2 separate regions of the Mus musculus genome follow, and region 1 is linked to region 2. A link is a contact called in public HiChIP or PLAC-seq data. All regions are on one chromosome and are shown on one strand. The core of a region is the stretch at or near the end of the contact, and the rest is flanking DNA. Distances in the headings are between cores, read along the strand shown. Region 1 overlaps Hlcs (holocarboxylase synthetase (biotin- [propriony-Coenzyme A-carboxylase (ATP-hydrolysing)] ligase)). Region 2 overlaps Gm31012 (a long non-coding RNA gene).

The links. HiChIP or PLAC-seq counts read pairs in DNA pulled down with a chosen protein or histone mark.
Region 1: an H3K27ac HiChIP or PLAC-seq map of the HPC-7 cell line shows a contact between it and region 2, with 9 times the contacts expected there. The contact joins two enhancer-like sites. A contact is called at or near these places in 4 of 115 datasets of contacts at active chromatin or transcription factors (the HPC-7 cell line, embryonic basal ganglia, embryonic stem cells and 1 more) and 1 of 9 other capture datasets (pancreatic islet).

The regions. Positions count from the first base shown.
Region 1 is chr16:94,222,126-94,224,834 of GRCm38.p6, forward strand. The region is part of intron 6 of Hlcs (holocarboxylase synthetase (biotin- [propriony-Coenzyme A-carboxylase (ATP-hydrolysing)] ligase)); the gene reads right to left. Among named protein-coding and RNA genes, the nearest start is that of Hlcs, 67 kb to the right of the region's middle. Within about 2 kb of position 1,351, at least 100 of the 459 cell types and tissues checked have an H3K27ac peak or open chromatin away from gene starts, as enhancers often do. A contact at or near this core is called in the HPC-7 cell line, where this site is marked.
Region 2 is chr16:93,956,269-93,958,968 of GRCm38.p6, forward strand. Gm31012 (a long non-coding RNA gene) reads left to right here. Exons shown (of 2, transcript XR_385072.3): 2 at 571-1,454. It also overlaps a transcript of Cldn14 not described here. Among named protein-coding and RNA genes, the nearest start is that of Cldn14, 28 kb to the left of the region's middle. Within about 2 kb of position 1,348, at least 26 of the 459 cell types and tissues checked have an H3K27ac peak or open chromatin away from gene starts, as enhancers often do. A contact at or near this core is called in the HPC-7 cell line, where this site is marked.

The DNA.
Region 1 (2,709 bases), core at 101-2,600, 270 kb after region 2:
AAAAGCGAGTTTACCTTCCGACTGAACAGCACCTCCAGGAGGCATAAAGGGCTTAAAGGAGAGAACGTGAGAGCTCAAAATAAAAGAAGTCAGCCAGCAAGGGAGTATCCCAGCCTGAAGGACTTCAGGTACCTTCCTGTCCAGCCTCCATGCAAGCCCTAAGGCTGGGAAAGCCCCTGTGGCTACTTGTATGTAGATTCCTGTATTTACCTCATTTGAGAAGGAGTTTATTACTTAAAAAAATAAGCTCCTTCCCAGCACTCGGGAGGCAGAGGCAGGCGGATTTCTGAGTTCGAGGCCAGCCTGGTCGACAAAGTGAATTCCAGGACAGCCAGGGCTACACAGAGAAACCCTGTCTCGAAAAACAAAAACAAAAAACAAAAACAAAACAAAAAACAAAAAAACAAACAAAATAAGCTCCTAACAGTGGGGGTGGGGCTGTCCCTGACTCTTTTGCCTACTTGTAGGACCCTTTTCCTCCTACTGGCTGCCTTGTCCAGCCTAGACGTAATGATATGTGCTAGGTCTTACTGTAATGACTCTGGTGGGTTGATGTCCCTGGGAGACCTGATCTTTTCTGAGGAGAGGCAGAGGTGGGGAGGAAGAGACGGGGAGGCATGGGGTGGGAGGGAGAACTGTGGTTGGGATGTGATATATGAGAAAAGAATAAAAAGAAAGAATTGCAATATTAGACATTCTTAAGCCACAGATACAGCATAGCCCTCTCACCTTACAAACAAGGAAGCTGGCCCAGACAGGCTGAGAGAGTCACTTTGCACCCCAGGCTGTTAAAAGTAGCCCAAGGTTTCCAGGCTGTTAACATGGCCACCTGCCCCACCAGGCACTTTCGGTTTTGGGTAAACGCTGCACACATACACACACATTCTCCAGCTCCAAACTGTGAAAACTCCATTACCATTCCGGTGACCTCTGGAACCCACAGGCAGGACTAGGCTCCCATCCTCTCTGGACTCTTCCTGCTCCCCATGCCCTTCCCACGGCCTAGGAGAAGCTCCTCTACCAGCCACTGACCTCACCCTTCTCCTTGCTAATTTGAATACTCTTCGGGGAGTGTTAGCATTTTGTCTAAACTGAAAATGATGAATGACTTCTTGTGCAACGCAGAAAGTATGTGGCTTTGGGCTCTCCAAGTGACGGAATACCCTCCATGCAGAAACAGACCTCTCTGTCCCCGAGGTGTGCCCGCGTATAAGAACCTGGTAAGGGGCAGGTGAGAACCATGAAGCTCTTGCTCCAAAACAGGTGTTTTATTTGAAAGAAAAACAAAGGTTGTAAATAAGCCTTAAAACAAACTCAGGAAAGAGGAAGTGAGGAGAGGCGACCTAACAAACAGGGGAAATAGCTGCTTCATTACCCAACACGATATTACAGTTATTTTTTCTTTACACATTTACAGGGTTTTAATACAATGCATTTGTAAACCCACCCACTGCTCAGCCTCTGTCTCCATACTACGTGGACACAGGTGAGTGAGTGGTCACACCTCCGAGAACACACTCGTGAACACGCCATTCTAAACCTGTCTAAACTGTTCCTAATTAGGACTCGTGTTAACCCCTAAACCAACGTTTGAGAAGTTTTTCTTATCACATGTGTCTGACTGCACCAGACCTGTAGACCTACTCACAGCCTCCCCTGGCTGTAGGCTCACAGCCTTCTCGGGGAGTAGTCTTAGGCTCGCCACCCAGTGATGTGTCCACCTAGGACCAGAAGTACAACCGGATCTCATGCTGGTCAGAAATCATGTTAAGCATTAAAGAAAAACTCTAAATATTCCGAGTCTTGCTTTTTCTCAGTTTCCACATCAATGGCTGGCTGTGTGTACTCTCCAAGAAAGGAATGCGATCATCTTGGTTACAGACAAACAGATTAAACGACTGCCGACCAACCTTCCACCTTCACACCACATGCCCTCCCTGCAAAGGGCCGAGCACACAGCTACCTTTCCTAGTGGCATGAACAGGCACCGACGAACCTGACATTTTCACAACTCATGGGAAGTCATGAGATCTGGCCTGGGCCCCAGTAGCCAAACATCCCTGGCTGACTTGCCAGGACATAGCCAGATGTCTAGTGAGCATATCCGGGTTGGCCCAGGTCAGGTCATGGCTCTGTTACTATGGGCTAACTTGTCTGTACCCTATAGACTCCAGATAAAACACTTCCAGCCACCAGAGGGGTTCAGGTCACTTGTAAATGGCAGCCGCCTCTATAGCTTCTTTCTCTAAGATGAGCGTGAGCTACAAGGATGAGGTTTTAACCACGTCCTCCAGATTGATTCCCTTATTGGCTGTTTCTCTTTATTAAAGATTTATTTATTCCATGTGATTACACTGTCGCAGTCTTCAGACACACCAGAAGGTGGCATCGGATCCCATTATAGATGGTTGTGAGCCACCATGTGGTTGCTGGGAATTGAACTCAGGACCTCTGGAAGAGCAGTCAGTGCTCTTAACCTCTGAGCCATCTCTCCAGCCCTTGGCTGTTTCTCTCTCTCTCTTTTTTTTTTTCTTTCTTTTTACTTCTTTCTTTGCTTCATATGAGACAGGCTAGCCTTAAACTCACCATGTAACTGTGATCCTGAACTACCTGCACTGTGGTTACAGGTGTGTGAGGCCACATCAGGTTTATACAGTTCTGATAATTAGGTACAAGCACCTCACCCCACTAACTGGTACCTGTGTCCTG
Region 2 (2,700 bases), core at 98-2,597:
TACATGTTCATGCCTGCCAGAGGCCAGAGGTGACTTCTTCAGTCACTTTCCATCTCAGTTTTGGAGACAGGGCCTCATTATACCGGGACCTCATTGATTGGGGGAAGGCAGTGAGCTCTGGGGACCTACCAGGCCCCTCACTCAGGCCTGGTATTATGAACACGCTCTGTGCCATGGAGCCTGGTGTTTCCATGCCTGCTAAGGACTGAACTCAGGGTCCCCTGTTTGTGCACCTCACTGGGTAAGCCATCTCCCCAGCTGAGCTATCTCCCCTTTTTACTCAATTCTTCACATGGCGCCTCCCTCTAGGCAAAACTAAGCCTAGGAAAGTCTGTGGACTTTATTAGCCCACAAGACAAAGCCCAGCAGGACCGTGGAGGGTTTCATCTGTACTGAGGTAGAGACAAACGGAACCCGATGAAGCCCTTAGTTATTACTGTTTTTAAAAGCATGCTCAATTTAAATAAACGTCAAGCCCCACAAGGCAACCGCTAGCACTCGACGCTCATGAAGTTAGCTCAATCATACACCAGAAGAATTTCTTTCTGTTGTGATTAATCTTTTCTGCAGGCTTTCCCAAGCTAAGTAGCAGAGTCTTACTGCGCTCCTGAAGCGGCAACTCTGAGGGCTGAGAAGAAATCGCATCCTCATAGACCTGCCCTGCCCTGCCCTGACCCAGCTGTGAGCATCAGGACCTCTGGAGTCTAGGGAAGCCATGGTCAAGACTCTGCTCTGAGGCCCCCAGGGGCCCTCACGGTTCCCCCAAAGTTTCAATTACTCAATAGTAAGAGTCTATAGCACTGTCAAGTTTTCAACTACAGGCTCCATGTCTACTGGGTAAGACTCCAACGCCTCAGCAGGGCAAACCAGGGATCCGTGATAAATGATGACCCACAAGTGGTCTGGCACTGTGGAGTTTGGCAGTCCTCCTTGGGTGTGATAATTTCCTACCCACCAACCATCCTGTCAGCACGTCGGATTTAAAATATCACACGTGGAACAATGAAAGATTGCCAGCATCTCACCACCACCTTTTGATTAATGAGCCATTCCTCTGAGATGGATTGGCTTGTTTGATTCCGTTACCTGGGATGACTGATGGCTGTTTTAAAAAACACTTAGCGGCAGCGTTGCCCTGCGTGAGATAATTTTCATACGCCTTTTGCAGCCGCATCCAGAATAATTGGACTTTATTGCCTGCCTTCCATGCATGAACCCAAGTTCCCTGGAGAAGCCTAACAGCTTGAGACCCCGCTGCTGTAGTCTTTCCACACTGATCAGCTGCCGTGGTCACAGGAAAGCTCCCACCAGATGGCCGGCCAGCCTTCTAGTGACATTTCCCGTTTCCCGTCCATTACTCACCAACGGAAAATAATGTGACATGAACTCCCCATTTTTGAGTAATATGTGGTTATATCCTTGTGGTTCCTGTGCTAAAGGCAAATGAATTATCATACAGTCGTTTCTTAATTCTCTGGGGAGAAAACAGAAGAGACAGCCGGTCACAGTGTTTGGCTGGGAGGGGGATCGGCACTCTTCAGGCATCCACCACGGCGTTTACATTTAATGTCCTAATTCCTTTTTCTTTCCCTTTTTCTTGTTGCTTATTCTTCTATTGCTCAGGAAAAGTAAGCTTGTCTGCTTAAGACACCAGAGCTCAGTTTTAAGAATAGTTGTCCTTGGACGCCCTGTTTGTGATTACTTCTCCCGGGTGTTCCTTTTCCTGATGCTCTGGTGCAGAAACGAGACATTGGTGGTGGACATTGGTTCTGTTCTGTCTCTAAAGGCCCAGTTTTCTCTTCCACATGGACCCAATTGTCTAGTTCTTTTAGAATTCTTTACTTTTTAGTTTTAGATTTTTTTTTAAAGTTAATTTTTAAAAAGCCGTGTGTTTGTGTGTCTTCGTGGGTGGATGCACACACGGGAGGAATACCGCAGAGACAAGAAGAGGCCATGGGGCCCTGGAGCTGGAGTTACAGGCAGCTGTAAGCCACCCGCGACTGGAGACAAATCCAGGTCCCTCTGCAGAAGCAGTGCAGAGTCTTGAGTGTTGCTCTCCAGTCCCAAGAAGCGTTACTCTTAAAAGCGGTGGCTAATACCCTGAAGTGTTTGACTCTGTGTTTTTCTAGTTCCCTTCTGACCAGAGCCTTGTATGTGACTAGCTTTTAATTATCTAATTGCTATCTTTATTATTAGAGACAAGTGACTAATTATTATATTAATTAATAATTTCTATATTATTAAAGACAAACATTTGAAGCTGACGCACCCTTACCTTGTGCAGGGTGGCGTGTAAGAGAATGATGTCCACCACTGGTCATGGCTAGTCTGTGGGGCCAGCGCTTTATGACCGTTAGGTTTGGTATAGCAGAACTCGGAGCCAAGCTCCACTGATTGGCACAATTTGACCCTTCCCTCTGACTCCAAGCTGTGAATCTCTGTGACTCCAGAAGCCAAGAGCCAAGAAACCCTTCTTTCTGGAAAGTTCCCTCCCCCCCCCCCCCGACATTCCCTTCTCAGACAAAAGGCAACATGGGGTGCAGGTCTCTGCTTACTCTGTTCTCACAGGAGAACAGAGCTAAGAAGCTGTTCATATGGTCCCTTCGTCAGGCAGCCAGCCTAGAGGAACTGGGGTCTCTCGTAGGCTTCACCCCCACAGAGGCATCTGCCCTTGTCCTGGAGATGTGATTTTCCCAAGGT